Linked DNA regions of Mus musculus: region 1 is linked to region 2. Evidence: chromatin contacts called from public promoter capture Hi-C data. All regions are on one chromosome and are shown on one strand. The core of a region is the stretch at or near the end of the contact, and the rest is flanking DNA. Distances in the headings are between cores, read along the strand shown. Region 1 overlaps Tbx4 (T-box 4). Region 2 overlaps Bcas3 (breast carcinoma amplified sequence 3).

What was found. Promoter capture Hi-C pulls out the DNA fragments that hold promoters and counts their contacts.
Region 1: a contact with region 2 is called in a promoter capture Hi-C map of second pharyngeal arch cranial neural crest. The contact joins two enhancer-like sites. A contact is called at or near these places in 3 of 39 promoter capture datasets (the C10 cell line, cranial neural crest and second pharyngeal arch cranial neural crest), 2 of 115 datasets of contacts at active chromatin or transcription factors (embryonic basal ganglia and embryonic stem cells) and 1 of 9 other capture datasets (embryonic stem cells).

Annotation. Positions count from the first base shown.
Region 1 is chr11:85,911,866-85,918,916 of GRCm38.p6, reverse strand. It overlaps Tbx4 (T-box 4), which reads right to left. Exons shown (of 9, transcript NM_011536.3): 7 at 6,893-6,981; 8 at 6,576-6,811; 9 at 2,820-4,788. The coding sequence ends at 4,172. Among named protein-coding and RNA genes, the nearest start is that of Tbx4, 29 kb to the right of the region's middle. Within about 2 kb of position 1,711, at least 41 of the 459 cell types and tissues checked have an H3K27ac peak or open chromatin away from gene starts, as enhancers often do.
Region 2 is chr11:85,391,230-85,397,904 of GRCm38.p6, reverse strand. It overlaps Bcas3 (breast carcinoma amplified sequence 3), which reads right to left. Exons shown (of 24, transcript NM_001166643.1): 6 at 2,485-2,566. Among named protein-coding and RNA genes, the nearest start is that of Bcas3, 41 kb to the right of the region's middle. Within about 2 kb of position 4,849, at least 96 of the 459 cell types and tissues checked have an H3K27ac peak or open chromatin away from gene starts, as enhancers often do.

The sequences.
Region 1 (7,051 bases), core at 462-2,961, 520 kb before region 2:
CTAGAATTTTGCTGCTGGCTGCCATCAGGCTAGGATTAGTGTTGATAGGCAGCAGATGCAATAGAGGAGTCTGGCGGCTCTGACCTTGGTCCAGGAAAAGTGGGAGTGGGCACTTCCTGTGTCCTACCTGCTGAGCTCCACACAACCCTCCCATCTTTTTCTCCTCCGTGTCCCTCTCCGCCTCATTATTCTAGCGCAGGCTTTAATTTTCACAAATGATACAGTTTGGAGTTTCTGCAAGAGAATGCCTGTGATCCTCAGAGCCCTGGGGCCTGTTTGCCATTGTTGGAGAAAAGGGACCCTGGATGCTCTGCAGGCCCCATCAGACTGCGGTAATCGGCAGGGGCTGGTGGGCTGCTGTATAAAGTCGGTCCTTCGCAGTGAGACGTTGCAGAAATCCCGCTGGAGCTTTTTCTGCTCTTGCCCTGTCTACTTTCCTTCATAATGATGAATGGCTGAAAAGAAAACTATCTAATCTCCAAACTGCTGGCTTTTTTCCCCCTTCTCTTTCTTCAAGGAAAGGAGGAAGAACACGGTCACATAAAACAGAGTCCTTCATCGCAGGCTCCTCAGGAGACGTCCATTCCCTTTTCATCCCGGGGCCTGTTTCTGATCTGTGATGGGCTTGCATTGAAAGCTCCAGGCTGGCCTTCTCTAATCGGCAGCGACAGACGCTGCAGTTGCGAGGGCTGCCCATTGAAATTGAATTGATTACCCGGGCCCCTCTGCCATTTTGTTCTGCGCGCGATTGCTTAATAGCTGTCACCTTGGCTTTCAGTCCCAGCCGGCTTGGGGCTGACTGGTTCCCATTACTCAGGATAGCCAGTGCAAGTTCACCACCCTTGACAGGATGTCCCTGATTGATTCCGTATGCCTTGGAGACCTGTGAGAGATTTGCATAGGGGTTGCTTTGGGGGTGGGGGTGGAGTAGGAACCTCTGGGCCACAGAGGCTGCCAGGTTTTGGCTGTGGGGCTCACCATATTTGAATCATTACCTGAATTGAGTCTGGCCTCTGCTGACATAACTGCTAATGAATTTGTAAATTTTGCAAAACTAGAAAACTTAGCCTGTTCTAACCTTGGCTGTCACCACCTGCCCCTTCCCTACACACACACACACACACCCCGCCCCGGCCCCACCTCCATCATTGGGGGCCACAAGCAGTGCTTTTCTGGCCTGAGCTCTTTGAAATGACAATCTCTCCCTCCCTGCCACCCCTGCCCTAGCAGGCAGGAGAGCCAGGCTTGGAGGGAGACATCTTTCAAGTAAAATCCTTTGCACTGGGAACTCCTTCAATTAGACAGCAGGCGGAATGTTAACATGCCCTCCGGCCTTTTAAGTGGGTTTTAATTTTATGTTGTAAGATAAGACACTGCATGGCTACTCCTCTAGCAGGCTCCATTAGAGGAGCCAGTAGAGGCCTCTTGACCCCCCGAGGCCCTGCTGAGGCAAGAAATCGCTTTGGTTTTTTAACAATTTGTCAGTCTGACCCAACTTCTTCTTTGTGATTCTAGGACCTTCCGTTGCAGAGGGTTGTGGGGTAGCTGCCCGAGGCCGAGGCCTTGAGCCCTTGGCTATAGTGGAACCCTGGGATTACTGGCCACAGAATGGAGCAGTAATCGGCTATTTTTTTCCTCCCCAAGCAGGGCACAGCAGAAGCAGGCAGTGTCATGTGGCAGGCTTCTGAGCCGATGATGTATGGCCTGCTGGTGCTACTGAATGGTGCCCTTTGTTCCACGGGGTCCCATGTGCACCCTTTTTATTGAGTTGTTGATTCAGAGGGGCAGGAAAAGTTCCACAAATCCCACTGCAGGCCCTGCTCTTGCCATGCCCAGGTGGGGCAGCCAGGGTAGCTTATGCTTCCCAGAAAGTCAGGAGGACTCTGTGGGCTGCTCAAAGCTGAACACCTCTTTTGAGACGATTCTCTTACTGAGCCGAGTAGGTGCTTAGAGAGAATCTAGGAACGCACACCCAGCCCTCCGAGTTCCAGGGGGGGGGGGGGGGGCGGGGAGCATCCTGGCAGGGTACCATCTTTGGAAAGATACAGGCAGGGACCTGGGAGTGAAGAGCCATCTTCCCTGTCCCTGAGCCAAATCCAGGTTTTGTCTGTGAGGGAGTAATACAAAGCTGCCGACCAGAGGTCCCACAGAGCCACAAGGCAGAGCCAGGGCAAGAGGCCTTAAAAGCATCCCTCTTCTGGCCTCTCTGAGTTTCATGACCATCTTAAGTGGAGACCATGGTGCTGGAGAGAACATTTTAGGGGATGGACGAGCGTGTGGGTGAGAGTCACATAGACACTTGTCCATGCATGGCTGTCACCTCTCTGCGGGTTCCTTTTCTTCACCTGATGTGGCAAAAGCCCAAGTTGGAGTTCCTCTCCCTCAATCCCTCCATCCTGAGGCCAGGGTTTCTCTTCATATTTATGAGGATGAAGTTGGCTGACAGCTTCGCACAGCCAGCTGCCCCAGGAAGTGCCAGACCGAGGCTCAAAGCTACAGTTACTCTTCAGAAACAAGTGCACAAAGAGCATCAGAGGCTCTCTACTTAGGAGACGGTCCCCCCCCCCAACTGCAGGCTTGTGCTGATGTTAACAGAGATGAGAGCCACACTGCCTGCCTGTTCTGCTTTTCAGGGGTCTTTGTGAACCTAGCCCCGTAACCCAGGGAGGAACACGAGATGGAGGAGACTTTGAACGAACTTCACTCTGAGGGCCCATGGTTACAAACAGAGAGGCACCGAGGCCCCACCCACTTGAAAGGAAAGGCAGACACTATTGCCAGGCAACGGCAAGATGTTAACAAAGGACAAACACACACTTCACAGTTGTAAGATGGCTTTATGTTCCAATATGCAAAACAAAATGTCCATGCTATATATCAAAAACACTTGAAGTTTCATACCGCCTGTCAGCTAGTGTGTTTTCTAATAAAGCTTTATCTGCAGTGTGCATTTATAATATATATATATGTTTTATCTTTAACATCAAACGTAATAAAAATTTAAATAGATGTCTTTCCAAATACTTCCTTCAGCATTTGTTTTCAGTAAGTTTATTTGTAAAAAAAGCAAAGCTGAATTTGACATGTGGCCCGCATTTGTGAGATATATATTTATTTATATATTTATTTATTTATATAATATATAAATAGCTATTCAGCATGCAAAGAGTTTAGTGATCTCCAGAGTTCATACCGGCCGCCCTGACGTTCTGGTGACGTGTGATGCTGATGGACCAAGGATACTCCCCTCCCTACTCTGAAGGGATGATATGCTCCTCTGAGCTTGAACACTCAAGTACTTTCTCTCAGCTGTCCATCTTCTGCCAGCCGGCATCCTCGCTCCAGGCATGTATGTAGGTTTTCTGGGAGCAGAGCCAGTCCAGCGGATATGTGACATCAGTCCAGTGAGATCTCCAAGGGACACTGCCGGGTAAGGGGCGTCTGACTGCCCATCCTGGGATGCAGACGGTGTCTCCCAGGCTGAGAGGGAGGCCACATGCTAGCACTGGGAGGGGAGGGACTCTGTACGAATCATGAGGTGATGGCGCATGACTCCTTTTTGAAAGTCATGCTTCAGACCCTGGGGCTTCAAGAATCCAAGTCCAGGCCAACTCCACTCTCAAAACACTCTAAGGCTCAGGTAGTATCAACACAATCTCCAGAAGCTAAGGGAAGGGGGTGCTTCTGTTCCCCAAAGTGGCAGCTCCCCGTGCTGGTGGAAGACCAGGGAGTCTATGGTAAGCATGGATACCCCACCCCTACCCAGGCAAAAGAAAGGCCCTCCCTGTGCCAGAGATCTCACTTGGCCCCTGAGTAAAACCAAAGTACATTTCAGAAAGCTCCAGGTGACTCCTGAGCCCTCTACTTCTATCCCACCCAGGGCATGCCAAGAGATGTCAGCTAATGGTGGACTCGGCTCCTGTAGCCAAAGTCACTTCTTAGATAATTGCATTTTTTTCTTGTTTTGGCCTTAGTTGCATGTCAGAAGACAGATGCTCTCTGACCACATGTGTGTAGAAGTTCAAGCACGCGCACACACCACACACACACACACACACACACACACACATTCTGAAATACCTTTCCATGTTTCTTGGCAGTGCTGGCCACCCACAGAGATTAACACTGGATTGACATGGCCCTGGGGCTGTTAAGGATACAGGTAGTCTCGTCATCCATCGGTCCAGTTCTCCACAGTCCCCATCCCTGAATGATACTGTAAGGATGACTCCCGGGTCAAGGAGAAGCTCTGTGAGTAGAGGAACTCGTTGGCAGTGTTCAGGTGAGGTGAGGGTGGCTTCCTCTCACACATCCCAGGGAGGCCACGCTCTCTAGGGAAGGAAGCAGAGGGCCCCCGCTCTCGGACCTGAGACTGGGATAGCTGATTGTACACACTAAAGTGGGCATTTCCTGGTGGCTGGGCGCTCTGGGCGGCGATGGTGGGCAGCCGAGGCATCACTGTGGTGGCAGTAAAGTGTGCGGGGAAGGGCTGGTAAGGCACAGTCTCCATGGTCTGAACGCTGTAGCTGGTGTATGGCGACACCGACGTCCACATGTTACAGCTCAGTGGGGGTGGGGGCAGGTCGTCCACGGCTGACACCCCTGCGATCTCAGGCCCCGAACTCGAGTACATACAGGCTTCTCTGGGGGTCACCTCACTGCAATAAGAAGGGCTCAGCATCTGCTGGTCGTAGGGAGGGGGAGAACGGAAATAGTGATCGTCCCCCACTGAAGAGGGGGTTTCCAGGTAGGATCGCTTGCAGGGCAAGTCCAGGTGGCGGGCACTGTCTGCCGAAAGAGAGAGAAGTGCTCAGAAAGAGGCCGTTCCCGCCAGCCCAGGGCCTGGTGTCCTCCCCAGCCCCACCCCCACATGCCAGGACATCCTGCCCTTTTCACTCAGCACCCACCCTGGTCCCCCATGTTGCCTGGCACTCCCAGAACCATTTGAATAAGCTGCAGCTTTTATAAGGTGGCAATGACCAAGAAGCGGTCAATTTATGGACCCTTGCCAAAGGCCAAGGGGGACACCACATCCCTGGACACCGAGGGATGTGCTGCATCGGGCAGCACTCGGCTCTGATCCTTTGCCAACCGGACTCTCGGGATGCAGAGCGGCCCTTGTTCACACTGGCATTTCTCAGACTAGTGCAACCTTGGCCCAGGAAAGCAGAAACAACTGCCAGGTCGAACCAGGCCCAGAGACCACATCTGTCAGAACTAGCCAGCAAATTAAGGCCAAGATGTTACTGCCTCAACCCTCAGTGCCTGTGGAGAGCCTCAGGAAGTGGGAGGTGGGCCAAAGAGCTTGTAAGCAAGCTTTTGCTGTTTTGAGAAGAGCAGTTTAACCCTACTATGTTCAAAGAAGACACATCAGCTGCTGTCAGGCCAATCCCCACATAACAAGTGAAAAGGCTTATATGTGCAGGCTACTTTGATGCTCTCTGGAAAGATGCCACCAGCCAACACAAACCACCCCTCTGCATCTTCCCCCAACTGTGTGGGCTCAACTCTCTAGAGTGGCATGTCTTCTCCTGGAACCTAGGATATCGGAGGCTTGAGGGCTAGGGCGGCAGCCCTCTCAACAAATTTAAGAACACTTTCCTCTTGGCTTTTCTTGGCCGCCCTCCTGTGCTTTCTCTAGGGATCCATTCAGGGAGCCATGTATACAGAGATGGACAGCCTAGAGGAGGGAGGGGCTGAGCACCTAACCCTGCTGCAGATTGATTCAAGGCTGCCTGGGGACACCAACTCTCCTTTCTCCAACATCCGCCCCTGAGCTACATTCCTGTAGTTGGCAGGTGACCTAGCACTCTGGGTCAGGGAAGGCCAGACAGGTAGTATATAGGCCTTAAGGCCACCCAGTTTGTACCACAATTACTCACTTTTGTTGCCGGATTATGACAATGACTGTAGAACAAATACAGGTATGGCTAAACTCCAACAAAGCCTTATTTATAGATGCTAAAATATGAATTTTATATAATAACATGAGAAGCCCCCATTTTTAATATCTAGCAGCATCCGGCCTAACTAGGCCCAAGGGCCAGTCTTATGTCTAAGAGTGGGCTGAGAGAACATTCTGGACGATGAGCAAGAGTCTCCAGACTCACTCCCAAGAGGATCTTGAGGACCCACGAAGAACCTTTGGCAAGGTAACATGAGTCAAACCCAAATCTGTCTGTGGAAAACACAGGGCTGGCAGCTGAGCCTTGGACACACTGGTCCCAGGTCAGTGTTGTAGAGAAGCCAAGTGCCCAGGGTGTGGTCACCTGAAATCTGTTTCCAATCACTCATTTTGGCACCCAAGAACCTGTGTGCATCCTTAAGGGACCGGTAGAGAGCACCACCCACGGCACTGTGGGTGCCCCCTGCTCTGGGGCTGAGACTACCAACCATCCAGCTTCCCCCTACCTCCCAACAGGAGCAACACTACTCATGGAGAACCCCAAATCAACCCCTGGGGCTGGCCAGCATACCAGGAACACCAAGGGCTGTTGGGGGGCTGTCGGGGGCCACAGGAATCAGAACCAGCATGCCTGCAGGTCAGACACTCGTGTATCATCCCAGAACCCTACCTCTACGCTTCAGGCAGTGGTAGAAGAGGCTGGAGTCCCTCTGAGTTGGGAAGGTGTTGAGGGGCAGGTCCTGGGGCTCTGCAGCAGCAAACTGCATGTGGGCCCCATTCTCATACTGGTAGTGCTGCAGGGCCTGGTGTGCGCTGTGCAGGGGGCTGACATCTGGCTTAGCCGAGAGTTGGCTGGAAACGAGCCTCTGCCTCATGATGCTTTTGGAGATCACGGGATACTCCTTGCTGGAGGAGCAGGGAGAAAGTGAAGATGCTTTGAGGGTCCCTGGGTCTTCCCTGTCCCACCCCTGGCCAGAGCAGCCCCACCTCTGCAACCGGGCCACACGCAGGTCACTGTCATCGCTGCCCCGGAATCCCTTGGCAAAAGGGTTGTTCTCAATTTTCAGCTGGGTGATCTGTTAGAAAAGGACACACAAAGTCATGGGAGGAGGGAGGACAAGGTGACTAGTAGCCCTCTTTCCCTAG
Region 2 (6,675 bases), core at 3,600-6,099:
GGAAAGGGAAGGGAAGGGAAGGGAAGGGAAGGGAAGGGAAGGGAAGGGAAGGGAAGGGAAGGAAAGGAAAGGAAAGGAAAGGAAAGGAAAGGAAAGGAAAAAAAGAAATTGTAACAAAAACCAAAAAGATGCAGACTAGCTGACTGGATTTTAAAAGTCCATGACAGCAGAAAGGGATTGCTCGGCGTGTCAAGGATTTGAGTCAATGGGAGAGTGCTTGCCTAAAAAGCACAAGGCCCTGAGTGTCAGTCTTTAGTCCTGGAAGATTAGAAAATAAAATTAAGAATATAAACTACAGAAAGAGAGAGCAAACAAACCTCACCAGGACTACAAGCCTAGCACGGGCAATTTGGTGAGCCTCTGCCTCAGAATGCAAAGGTGACAGGACAACTGGGCACACAGCTCAGCAACGCAGTACTTGCCTAACATGACTGAGACCCTGAGTTTAGTCCCTACTGCATATATAGGATTTAAATAAAACTTAGGTGACAAAAACATGCACCCCAATTGAAGGCAGTTCCCACAACTATAGACTCCACATCAGTACACTGAAGGTGCCCCTAACACTACAAAGTATATGAACACAGGGAACAAAGCCACATTCCTGACAGAGTAACAGGATACATAAAAAGAAAAAGATGTCAAAATGTCTTCAGACTCTTCCACATAACTCAAAACTAATGCCTACAAAACTCGGAAATAATGTGATGATAACCAAGCAGTTGCTGGGCAGCCAAGCATTCAGAGAGAATAAAGACATTTCACACAATGGGTACGAGCTCTCCCTAACTTGTGTTTGCAGAAAGCTACAGAAGGACCACCCCCAAAATGTACGAGTGAAGCATGATGGGACAACCCCAGGAGGACTGTTTATTTTTTAACTTAAATTTTATGAGTTCTGTCCCATGTATTACATTTAATAAAAACAAATATTAAAACTTAACCAAATACATTAAGATGACATATAAAGAGGTTTTGTCAGAACATTTATCCTGTAAAACTGTACTTTAGATCTAAAAGAGTCTATTAGTGGAAATAATTTATTGACTAACAAAGCAATTTAAAGCAACTTTAATACAAGCAAAAGTTGAGAAATATTGATTAGTAACTTAATAAGCAAAAGAACTTCATAAATAAAATGAAAAAGTCAGAAATCTGCTTCTGTTAATTACACATGAGAGAAAGAACAGTCTGTTATTGTTACAAGTCCTTGTGGACAACCCTAAGGATCCCAAAACAGAGAAGGACAGTCTGTTAGAACCGTCTGTGTCAAAACATTGCACAAAAATATAAATGCAACACAAGAAAAAATACCCAAGAAAATCCAGGGCAAGTAGCAAGGGGTATGTAGGGGGAACAGAGGGAGAGGGGAAAGGGAGATGGGGGGGAGGGCTCTACAGATGAAGGCTTTGAGGGGTACACAGCTGAACTGCAAGGGGAAAACCACATGACTGTGGGGTAGTGTCCAGTTGTCCTTCCCAATTCATTAAAGAAAACCTAATTACATTATCCCTAAAATTACGTATGCACAATCAAGCTCTGAGTTTTAGTAAGCATCACTCTCACTAATTTAGAGAATTAACAGCTACATGAAGTCTTAATGAGATACTTAATTTCAGGATAATCTTTCAGATGATAATAGAATTAAGATATTTTATATCCTTATTTTAGAGAAACTTTAAAGTGTCCCATGTGATTAATATAATTATTTGCAACACATGTAAAATGTACTTTAATGAACATATGAAACAAGGAAAAAATAACTTTCTCTGATCTCATAATATGAAAGACTCAGAAAATTAAATAGGAACATATATTGGGACATTTCTACATAAATACAGCATATGTAACATTTAGCAGAATTTTCACGAAACATGGAGGGGGAATAGATTCAAAGAGCACTGTATACACAAAAATGTCAAAGTTTCATTCTTTTCTACAATGACTATACATTAATATATTTTAAAGAAGCAGTTGCCATAAAAGCAAGAGTTACAAGTTTAAAAGCCCACAACACCTTTCTGCCACAGCGAAGGCTCTGACCCACAGCAGAGACAATACTGAAAAGCAAGCTCTCTGGGGCAGCAAGTCCAACTGAGAAGGGAGAGGCTTGCAGGGGAGACCTGGGGGATACCCATAGAAAGAGGACGCCAGCAGCAGAACAAAGGCGGCCCAGAAGGATGCCCACAAAGCCAAGAAAGAAGACGGCTCGGAGAAATAGCTAGCAAAGGCACAGGCCAAATTGAGATCAAAGAGGATGGAGATAAATCAAAACCACAACAGAAAGTGAATAGCCATATTGAAATGGTTAAGATTACCTATTTCCCTGCAACTGAGAGCACTAAGGGTTTGTCTTGGGGGAGGAGAGAGGCAGAATGGACCTTTGCAGCACAGCAGCCCTGGGTTATCAGGCTTGCTGTCTGTAGTCCAAAACCAACAAAAGAGAAACCGTGTGACTTGCTTTTTCTTAAGGGCTACACTCACCCAACTGTGGAGCAGGCAAGATTCTAGCTGCTCGGACTGGACCATGTCGTACAGAGAAGAGCTCCTGGGCTTCCCCGCTGATCTGCATAAGGGAAAGCAGAAAATATCTCAGTATATTAATTAAACTGTGGGTCACAATGCTATTAGGCAAAAACAACATCGAAATTTTGTTGTGAATAGCTAGAAACACACACACACAAAAAACACTTTAGGATCATAGGCCCCTCGTGCACATCAAATACATCACTATCTTAAACCACCGTAAGCATTTTCAGGAAAACGTTAGAATTCTTTCTTAGTATGAACTTGGAAAAAAGTATGTTCTGTAAGTGTGTGATTTCTCCGCATTAAGCCATGAGGAGTCCGTGCAGTCCCTGCGCTCACTCTCCATGTTAGGGCCGGGGAGCTACAAGACTGTTCTGCAATATTCACGTTTGGTCATTACAGGCAATTATCTTTCCAGAACTGTTACTCTCAGTAAATCATTCCAATCTATCAGCTACGTTCTTTTGTGATTACAAAAATGGCTACTAAGAACAATAAAAACAAACAAACAAAAAACCAGGACCTCCCAGACTGCAATATTCTGTAAATAAGGGAATAATAAAGTTGTGAGCAACTTTGGAAGTCATCTCTTCTAATATAAACAAAGATCAACCACTTTGTCCATTCCCTTGGTAAGGTCAGATTCAATGCTTGGACATAAAGACATTAGTATTCTGTTTGTCCAAATGGCAAAGGGGGTATGTGAGTGTGCATCAAGTTTTTAAAAAATGCCTTTCAACTACTGGTTGATCTGATGAGCACATTAAAATAGAATTAGCAAGTAACAATTTTCTAGGCTGACTGTGGGAGGTGTTATTAATAGGGTCTCTAACACACTGCAGTAACTACCCAATGTTTGATGGAAAAAATATACAACATCATAAAAAACTGTACACATTATAAAACTGGTCCTAAAGACTCAAGAAATCTAATAGACAAAAGAAGTATCTCATAGAAGATTCACACTGTTGATTTTCTAATAGGCTTTCCTCAACAAGTGGCTTAGAATTCCAAGAATCTATCCATTATAAAGGGCTGGCCAACCTTCCAAAGTAAACATATATTCAGAGGAGCTCTTACAGAGAGAAAGAACTCACATCTTCCGCGGCTCTCCTATGTACCCTTTAGAGCTGTGAGCTGCAGGGTTTTCCTTTCCTGTAAATATTCCCATGAGGAACCCCAGCCCAGACAGTGCTACAACAGCACCACCTACCCAAAGGCTCTAAGAAGTCAGAAAGCAGGCCTGGGTTGCAGGGCTCCACAAGCCTTTCATTTCGGTAACAAAATCCATGAGCAAAACACAGTGGGGCTCTCAAGTCTCCATCTTATAACAACAGATAAGAAGGAAACTGTTTAATAAAAAACTGGAAGAAATTATTTGGTGAAATCTTCCACCCAATGCAGCAATCAAACATTTTTCTGAAATCTTAAAATGTACCACTTCTTTGGTTTCTAGACACACATATATGAATGGACTAAGAAATGGTATTGCCTACTTCTATTAAAGATGTGTTGTTAAGTTCTGAGTCTCCACCTCTTGAGAATAAACAAAGAAGGGCAAAGCAGAGAATGTTGAGTAAGCAATTACATTTTGAAAATACAGTAAAGATAAAAAAATAAGTCTATTTTCATAGAATTAAAAATAAGGTAAAACTTACAGTTGTAATAAGAAGGGTAATGAAAAATCGCACTTGTGAAATTTACACACATAACAAACTACAATGTGAACACGAAATCTCCTGTTCTGTGCTTTCATTTCCATGGGCCTGAGCAGGCATTTGTGGCTCGATCTAACAAAATTCTAACGTTAAAAAATATAATCTTATTACCCTGAGCCTCTGTGCTCCAATATACTATTGTTTTAAGATCTCTCAACATAATTGCAATACGTTTGTCCTCACTGAATTTAATACACTAGAGCAGAAAACATAGAAAAAATCCAAACACATGAAGCTTTACAATAAAACAATTTTCAAAACAAAGCAACCTCCTTATTCTAACCTGAACACATCTTTACATGTACAGCAACAGGTGAGAACAAAAACCAGGAGGATAACAAAAATGCACCCCCACATTCACTGCGGGAGCCCGCACTGAGTTGGGGAGCTGAGCTAGAATCCTCAGGTACAGCCTAGGAAAGGGAATGGAGGAGGCACTGTGCCATACACAGAGAGCTGGGGACATCCTAGACGCCTGACTCTATGCTGCTGAAATCAGAAGCATAGTTCTAACTGCAGAACGTAAGTCGCAAGTATCAGCCTCCCGGGAAAGAACCCTCCAACCATCCGTGAAAATCCTACATGAGAACAACACTGCGCGCAGACAGCACTACTCGGCATAGCCAGACAGGGCCTTCACATCAGAAAGCACACAGACGGGGATGGCTCCCAGCTGCCTCTAATACTTTCATCCAGCATGTTCATGGGTAACTTTGCTTTCAAATAAATACCAAAACAAGGTTAACTCAGTCAAAACTACTTTTGGGTTTCCCAGAAAAAAAGATCTTAGAAAATGGCAAAGAATCTCAATGAGGGAGAGCGTGTGGCCTGAAAAGTGAGCTGCAAGCTTACTTCTAAACTGAACAGCAGGGGCACGAGAGAGTGGACCCAGGACTCCAGGCTGGAGAGGAGGGTACACAGGAGGCCGCTCCCTCCCAGAGTTCCTCCTGGTCTCCGCCTTTGTCCTGCTGGCATTTAATTTCTGATGACAGACTTTTGTTGTTTAGGGCATAAACCGGACGTACCAGTTTGAAGGCACAATAAGGAGAACAAAGAATGATTTGTTCACACTGTAGGAAAAAAAATCTTTTCCAACCATAGAAAATAGCTTTCGCATGGTGAAAATATGCAAATTACATACCAAACTGGAAGGGAGTTGGGGAATACAAGTTTAGAATCTCACAACTCAACCTAAGGAAAAGGAAATTACAGTGCAAAAGACAGCGATCCACACACAGAATCATCTGGGAGACCTCTGAGAGCCAGCCTGCTCTGAAACCCTGGCGTGTCACGGACAACAGAATGGATCCCGGGTGAGCCCCAGGACACACACAGTGCTCTGCTCTACAGAGACAGAGAACTAGAATCCAAAGACTTTTTTGGCAAACTCTACTGACAGACAGCTTTCTATTTAAAATGTACGTGTCATCAGTTATACATGTACAGGCTAATGAATGTTCCATAAAGCATCTATGCTACTGACATACACCTCAAAAAAATTAGGCTGGTAACAAATGCAGAGGCAGGCGAATCTTGACCACATCTTGGAAGCCAAGCTTGCCTATACAAGAAATTTCACACCAGCTCAGACTAAAAGTTGACACTCTATCTCCAAAAAAATTAATAAATAAAACAACAAAAAGTTACAAGGCTTCAGAAGGCTTGCCACATCCCTCCCCGGTTATAGCCACAATCTTAACTTTCAAGACTGGGCACACATTTGCATTACTGGACACAGTGTAACTGGGGTCATATAGTATACTCTTATAGAACCTCTTCCACATTACTATGATTATAAATTAATTCATGTCAATGAATATGATTACAAGTCTTTCTTTCATTGGATGAAAACACTATGATTTTACATATCCCACCACTGACAGGCCTCTAATACATTTCTAGTTTGGACCCAGCAGAATTCCAGCTTCCTGGCCACCACAGTAACACAAGAGAAAGTTGGACATAATGATACACACCAATAACCCAGCACTTGAATGCTGAAACCTTTGAAATTACAGTTTCAAGGGCAACCTGGGCTGTGGAACAAAATCTTGTCTCAAAAAACGAAAACCAAACAAAGGCAGCTGGGCTGATGAGCATTACTGTGATCTTACTCAGAAGACCCAAGTCTTGTGTTTCTTGGTCACAGGTTCAGGCTCTGCCTGCTGGACTATACAGAGTGGCATCAAAAATCACCAAGGCGACTTAGTGAGAACCTATCTCAAAAACAACATTGTTAATAAACAGTGCGAGGATACAGCGCAGTGTGGGGATGATTATGTAACGTGAGGCCCTAGGATCAATATCTAATTCCACCAAACAATCGTACAAACAAATCAAGAAAAATTATATAAGAATTCACTAATTCTTCCAGTGGACTACCTGCCAGGCCACCATGATGTCATCTAATTTACAGCAATCTATACCA